Regions from separate parts of the Danio rerio genome. Here region 2 is linked to region 1. A link is a contact called in public Hi-C data. All regions are on one chromosome and are shown on one strand. Each heading gives the region's core, a stretch centred on a gene start, on an enhancer-like site or on the middle of the called end of the contact. The rest is flanking DNA. Distances are from core to core; before and after follow the strand shown.

Region 1 (3,965 bases), core at 820-3,319:
GCCTGGATTGAAGCATAGAATCGAACCTTAGTAAGGATCCCAAGACACCCATCTTTTCTTCATATCACAGAGGCCAGCTAAAATTAAGTTCAATATGTATGTAAACATTCATATCCTCAATAAGGATCTAGTGTTCCACAAATTAACTTTGTTTTCACTAATGACTACAGTTCATTTTCCTCATTATATACATGTCTTGTTTTGAAACCAAACTATGTAGATCCAGGTCAGATTTTATGGTGACTGTCTTTTAAAATTATCAGGAATTCGTGTGTGAATTTTTGTGTGTAAACAATCCTGATCATTCAACCTTTGACCTATGGGATGTCAACCGTTCTACTTGTTCAGCTCTCTGGAGTCAATGGACAAACTGGTAAAATGGTTGTAAAAGGAGGAGCCCTTAGAATAGTGGGCTTGACCAGTTTATCATCAAGCCCTTTAGTGGTCACTGCCAATATGACCTTTAGCTTGGGATCTTGTCAATGTCACAGACTCCCTTGGGAAGACATGATCTGTCATGAAGGGTGAAATTGAACAGAAGCTAATTCTACAGATGGTTGCTTTTTTATGGAACAAATTGCCAGCTAATTGATATCCTATTGATGCAGATTATTATAGCTTCCCTATTGTTGAGTGGGTATGTAAAGCTGAGCAGAATCACACACATGACCCTGTGCAGGTTTAGTTTAAAATTGCACACTACATATTCAGGGTCACTTCAATGTCTCAATTTTTAAATTTCAATATTTTTAGAACTACTTTTTTTTCAGCTAAACCAGTGAAAGAGCCTTTCAATCACTTTTTTTTCTCCAAACTAGTCTAATTCACTGATCTTCTTATTAGTCAGACAATCCCAGCATGTTGCCACTAGGGTCGTGTTGTAAGAAAATACTAAATTTGTTTGTGTTCAGATCTCAGATCAGACAATAGGGCCTGTTTTTCATTAAATCCCATGGGGCATTATATGTAGTAGCTTGTTTGAGCTTGAAATCAGGCCTGGTCGAATATGGGAAGGGTCACAACCCTTATCACCCTGAACCCATGACCTTTTCCCAAAGGACCCGCCCCAGTGTCCAAAGAACATGGTCACTGAAGGTTAATAGAGATATACAATTTAATAAAGAATAAGAAAAGAAAGACATGTCTTTATCAGACAGAGGACTGTTTTTAAACAAAGCTTTCAGTTTACCCCCGTTTAGCATAAAATTATGCAAATCTTTTGAGATTAGAGTTTAGATCATTCTCATGAAGGGCAAGCAATCCTCAAGGTGAGGTGTATGATGCGTGAAACAGATAAAACATGTTAATTAGACATCTGACTTTATTGGAATGCATCTTATTAATGATGACCTAATAAACAAAGTATGTACCTCTCGAAAGTCATGAAAATGTTCTGCTTGGCTCAAGGTTAACTTTAAAATCTGAGTGTTTTCAGTCTTGTGAAGATGGGTCACATTCATTTCTGGGAAGGAAGATTAGCCTAATAGCAGATGCAGAACTTATAAAGTGTGAAAACAAATATAATTTTAGAATACTGAATTAAAATATACAGTGTTTGCATGGTTAAATATTGAAGAGAGAGATCAGTATTGTAGCTGTGTATAGGGGTGCCAAAAGGACAATCTCAAAGTAAAACATGTTAAATGGTCTTTGTTCCAGACATGGCACACTTGATCGTCCCTCCAAGTCTACTCCAACATAACAATATTCTCAGTAAGTCTGATAGACTTTTGCCCCGACCTGAGATTTTGGGCCTCTCAGCTGAATAAGCAGAGCTGCAGGAGCAGTTGACGCTGGCGCCTGGGCCTCTGAATAATCGCGTGCATATCCCCACAGTTCCTTTTCACACTACACCCCAACTCTTCCCCCTTCCTTGGATTCTTCCCTCTGTCCTCCAAACCCTAACTGTGCACCGGCAGGTAAGGACTCCGATCAGCCTACACTCACACTCCAGGGTGATGGATTAGAACACGTCCACCCGCCGCCCGCTTTCATCCTTTGCCAGTGCTCGGATAGGGGGCTCGTCCGGAATAGGAGTGCTTTCTCCTCCAGCCCCTTCCCCCTTCTCTCCTTACCTCAAGGAGGTGGCTCGGGGTGTGGGGTGGGAGACAAACCAAGTGGCATGAAAAGGAGGGTAATGGGGGAGGGGCGCCAAAGAAAAGCTGGGGAGAAAAAGACTGAACATTGTCCTTTTCAAATGGATGGGAAACGATTCAGTGGGATTTGCTGGCAATTATACGGTGCAGGGCTAATCAATTCAGACTATTCTGGCCATGGAGTGGACTGATCCGATAGAACAAAAAGTCGGTCAGCAGGAGAGGTACCTGAGAAATGGGTCTGCTCGGTGTAAGTAGCATGGGGCAACACCTCCCCCTCCTGAACAGCACCAGAGCATATGGACTGGCTATGAACTTATTAGCCAGCGGATTAAGGGGTAAAAGCAAGGGCTCGGGGGGACACCACAAGCCCCTTTCACTTCAGCACTCAGGGGTCTTACCACTAATAAGAAGATGATGATACCATAAAAAACCCTAAAATATTCCTGGTGAAAGCACACATACTTCAAGAGGGGTGGTAATTTATCATGTGCCGTCCGAGCTCAACGCAGAACCTACAAAAACCTTATCTCACTAATAATAGGGCTCAGATTGCCCAGTATATTCATGAGGAGATCCCTCATGCAAGGTACTTCTTTGTGGGACTTTGATGTGATGAGGTGGGTGACAGGTGATCCTTGGCCCTTTCATGCCTGTCAGCAAGGCTCCATGCCCTCAACAACCTCTCATCACCTAGAGACAGTGAGCAACCTGCTTTAATGGACTTTCGGGACCTGAGGAGGCTCAGTCTGGTGCCTACACAAGATGAGGCTCTACCAGGTTACCTGGTGGTTCCAGCGTAGGGTCTGTATTGTCATCATCTCAGCATGAAGGGGATAAAATATCAGTCCTTTGATAATTTGTACCACAAAGTAAGGACTGCAATGCATGGAAATTTAACCACCTGGTGTGGAAGACCAAGCCATGGAAAATGGACCAAAAAGACCAAAAGACACCAGCATAGAGAACATCTGGAGGTGGACAAAGCAATGCCACTCACGTTATTGTCCATCTTTGTTTCTCACTCTACTGTGTTACTCTGTAGACACATTTTGTTTGTCTTTGCTCTGTTCTAATTTGTATCTTTTGTCCCTCCATCCTCCTTTAAATTAACACAGCAAGCAAGTGGATCTTGTGCCATATACTGGTGGAATCATACATTGCGTTAATGTTTGCTTCTCACTTCACCTGCACCCCCACCTTTTTTAACCATGGAGGTCAACTTCTTTACAGAATAGTTGAGAGGTTGCTCTTTAATGAGAAGGGATCTCAACAGGGCTCCAGTCATTCTCATCTCCTTGTCACATGATGCTGGGGTTATCAACTTCAGAGGCCTGCATCTTCACTGGCGTCTCTTGAAACTTCAAGGGGAATCAGAGAGTATACCTCTCTCGCTCGTAAATATAAAGACAATGCGATTCCTCCACTTCCCTTCCCACATAAACACAGGATAAAAACGGATGATGGCCTTGCTGTCTCAAATTGAAATAAAAGTCGTCTGTATGATCAGCGATGTCATTTTATAGCAATTTTTTGTTGCTCACAAGTTCCAGTTTCTATAGAATGACTTCAAAAGACTTTCTTGAACAAAAGAGCTACAGACTTTACAAAGCACTTTGGTATGTCTCAGCATAATTAAAAGCCTTTTATGACTGGTGAATTCATGAACTGTCAACAGCAAAGCCCACTATAGCATGTTATCATAATGAAGACATATAAAATGCATTGACATATAAAACATATAAAAAGCTTTTGTGACTAAACCTTTGACTTACATCCAATGCATCAATAATGCTCAATGACTAAACAAGAAGCTCATCTGGCACAGAACCCCATCCACTCTTGTTTGGCTGCTTTATTAACTGAACT
Region 2 (3,965 bases), core at 615-3,114, 180 kb before region 1:
CAGAGAATTCAGTAAAGTTACTGGCTTTCTTAGTTACACAGACGTCCTGGTGTGATTTTTGTTGTGTTCTATCCCTCGCCTTTGCAGGATATCTTTGTGAATGTGTGCGATTTCTCTAAAACAAGCAGGTTTTCTTTTTTGCATAAACAAAGAATTAATTTACGCAGACTTAGATCACCTATTTTTTCAAACAGGTTAAAATAGTCTAAAAAACAAAGTTTTACTACTCATTTAAGTTTTACTACTCATTTAAATACTGTCTAGTTTAATAACTGACTATTATGACTTAACTTTTGATTCCTATTTATTCTGGATTTTACATCCTGTCACACATTCAAACATTACAGAACACTTATTTACAATGATTGGCCTTAATTTCCATACAATACTAACTGAACCAATTTTACACACTTGATAGTCAGTATGCTAGTCAGTTTGGATCTTTATTTACAGTTAAAGCAGTTCTTGCTGCTTGTTTACTTGTTTTAGTGAAGTTGTGGGTCTGCATCAAATTTAATTTCCTGCCTTTTAGTAAATCTTGGCCACATTGATATATTTTCTGATTTAAAGGGATAGTTCACTTAAAAATTGTCATTTCTAAATTAATTATTCTAAATTACTATTCAATTTCCCAATGATGGGCTGCAGCTGGAAGGTCGTGCGCTGCGTAAAACATGGATAAGTTGGCGATTCATTCTGCAGTGGCGACCCCGGATTAATAAAAGGACTAAGCTGAAAAGAAAATGAATGAATGAATAATTAATATTTAATATATAGGAGACTATTTTCCAATAAACCTAGAATGTATCAGGGTATCCGCTGGGTCTTAAAAATTCTTAAAATGTCTTAACTCTCAAAGGCTAAGTTTAAGGCCTTAGAAATCAACTGAAATGTTGGGTTTTAGGTCTTAAATATTTTTTTACACGTCTTAATGTTCCTTTGTTCATGTACAGCTAACCAATCTGGCCATTAACCCCCCTACAATCACCACAACCCATCTCAATCTATTTTAACTTAATATTTTAAAAGAGCATTTAATTACTTTCCTTACAGTAATATTTGATTAAAAGTCCTTCATTTATTTACTGCTGAGGATATACTGACCTGACCAGTGGTTCAAACAGAATTATTATTGTTGTTTTATTGTTAAATGTATTAAATTTTAATAATTTTTTGATATGGCAAATCTTTTCTAACTAGGGTATTTGAAAAAAAATCCTTAGCATTTAGCTCTGTACAAGTCTAAAATTTCATTCATAATAGTCTTTAAAAATGACTTAAGAAGTTTTACATTTAATTTGGTGAAACCTGCAGAAACCCTGATATATTTATATATTTATTATTATTTTATTTTAATTTTTTGAGACAAAGTTCTAGGCGCCGTGGTGGCTAAGTAGGGAGTGCTGTCGCCTCACAGCAAGAAGGTCGCTGGTTCAAGCCTTGGCTGGGTCAGTTGGCATTTCTGTGTGGAGTTTGCATGTTTGCCCGTGGCTCCGGTTTACCCCACAAGTCCAAAGACATGTGGTACAAGTGAACTGGGTTAGCTAAATTGTCCGGAGTGTATGTGTGTAAATGAGAGTGTATGGATGTTTCCCATAGATAGGTTGCAGCTGGAAGGGCATCCGCTGCGTAAAACATGCTGGATAAATTGGCGGTTCATTCCACAGATTAATCCAGATTAATAAAAGGGACTAAGACACTATATATATATATATATATATATATATATATATATATATATATAGATATATATATATATAGATATATATATATATATATATATATATATATATATATATATATATATATATATATATATATATATATATATATATATATATGACTTGAGCAAGATACCTCGTTCCTACTTTCTTTTAACCTTTTTATGAACAATATTTAAATGTATGTCAACATCTTTGACAGCAAGAGTCTGTTAAAAATAATATGTAAATTGACCACGAGCAGACACTTTAACCAATCATGATGTTTTCTGTTCCGCAAAACATCCATATATGGAAACCGGAAGCTTAGAAGACAACAGACTTTAAAGCGAATTTAAAAAATGTAACGACTGTTTTTACCTCGATCACATGTCAGCATCGACATACACAGCTCAAACCCTAATAAACTGTTGACTATGACAGGGTACAGACACCATGAAAGCAACAGCAACGAGGAAAACACGTTAGGAAAGTTATCTGTGGCAGGTAAGAACTTCGAAAGCTGTATAACGAACCACATTAGTGTTGTCCTGTTTGATTTCGTATAGCGTATTGTTTGGTCATTTCGAAAGTGAAAAATCTACAAATAATTATCGGATAAACATTCGTATACCATTCGTGTTCTTCAGAATTTACTCCAACTTGTCACATAACACCGGCCAGGATGTTTCAAGCAAGCCTATTAACTGCTTGATTAACTGGCTCATGATTGTGCTTGATGCTAAGCTGGCCATCCAGAATCGTGTTTGGGCATCCCTGCCCTATACAAATGAATTGTATTGTGAAAAGCTGAGGTACGAAAGAACAATGTCACATTTTGGCCACAAGATGTCATCATTGTTCAATGGTTAAAAAATGTGACACGCAGTATCATCTTCATTATTTGAATGCATCCACACGTTTCTCCGGTGAAACTGTACTAATCATCGTCAGGTCCATTATAACGATAGGCTACATTGATTCTGCGCAAATTCGACACACACAACCACACTCTTCGATTAGACATTCATGTGAATTTGTGTTTTATTTGAGTTGCACTGAATAGAAAATATTAATAGATTTCTAAATGCGTGATCACATTATATGCTATTGGAATGAGCTCGTTAAATGTAACATTTTTCAGTGCACTGTATAGGTCAATTGAATAAGCCTAGATTCGTGTCACCTATGAGGACAGTTTTAGTCTTCTTATTTATTCTCTATTCATACTTATCACTTGAAAAGTTTAACCGTATAGAACATGTTTAAAATGTAGGTTAAGCATTTTTGAAAACACAATGATCAATAAACCACAACAAAAAGCTTATATTTCAGCGTTTAATCAAGGACATTCATTTTCTATAAAACATCCAATTGCATTAAGACATTATATCTCATTTGACTTACACATTCAGAGTAAATAAGGACAACATCATATACATGAAAACATCAAACGAGCGAAAGAAAGCCGTGACTCTTACTGTTAAAAAAATCGTTAAAGCAACAGAAATCTTTAGGGTTTGAGGTTTACACTGATAATTATTATCGCCTTCTTTCCAGACCAAACTTAAAACGTTAGTGTAGTTTAAGTGTAAAACAAAATTAGAAAATGTTACAAATAAATTATATTAATAGTTGGCTAAATAATAATAATAATAATAATAGTAAAAATAATAATACATAAAAAATAAATGTGCGCGTTTAAAGCGTAATTTGATAATCCCACCAGCAAATCTATTAAACCTATCTGGTTAAAGATGCAAAATTATCGGTGATATTTTTTTATTGATAATGAACAAGAGCATGCAATATCAAGCTCCTCCGGATTGAAAACTAAAGTTAATTTTAAGTCACCTGTCTTTGGTTTGCTTTTTAAAACATTTATTTTATCTTGTCGATTTTTCAAATTGCTACATTTCACATTGTTGCGGGTAAAATTGGAATTAAAGCTAATTAAAAATTACCCGCCTCGGGCCTATAAAAGATCTCTTATGTAGTCTACGTAAAATCAGTAAAGTCAAAGCAGGGTTGGAAAATCCATTTGTTAATATGCTTTACAGTAGGACGTGGTCATCATGCATTTTTAGTTATCAGTTGACTACGTTTTTATTAAGATGAAGCTTTGAAATACTAAATTACAACATGCACTTTAATACGTTTTTTGGCTGTATTTTAAACGCGTGTAAGGTTCATTACTACATAATAACGACTACACTTGTAAAGAGTTGCGAATTGGGGCTATAACCCGCAGATAAAAGCATTTCA

Evidence for each region. Hi-C and Micro-C count contacts between places; a contact is called where the count stands out from the background.
Region 2: a contact with region 1 is called in a Hi-C map of skeletal muscle, with 5 times the contacts expected there. The contact joins the promoter of si:ch211-202e12.3 here to the enhancer-like site in region 1. A contact is called at or near these places in 13 of 18 Hi-C or Micro-C datasets (caudal fin, embryo, fibroblasts and 4 more) and 2 of 4 datasets of contacts at active chromatin or transcription factors (caudal fin and embryo).

The regions. Positions count from the first base shown.
Region 1 is chr5:52,057,630-52,061,594 of GRCz12tu, reverse strand. All of the region lies in intron 1 of LOC137495629 (a long non-coding RNA gene), which reads right to left. Among named protein-coding and RNA genes, the nearest start is that of ccnh, 28 kb to the right of the region's middle. Within about 2 kb of position 2,069, at least 6 of the 62 cell types and tissues checked have an H3K27ac peak or open chromatin away from gene starts, as enhancers often do. A contact at or near this core is called in gastrula embryo, where this site is marked.
Region 2 is chr5:52,233,332-52,237,296 of GRCz12tu, reverse strand. si:ch211-202e12.3 (a long non-coding RNA gene) reads left to right here and starts at 1,864. Exons shown (of 6, transcript XR_012406334.1): 1 at 1,864-2,207. It also overlaps a transcript of mef2cb not described here.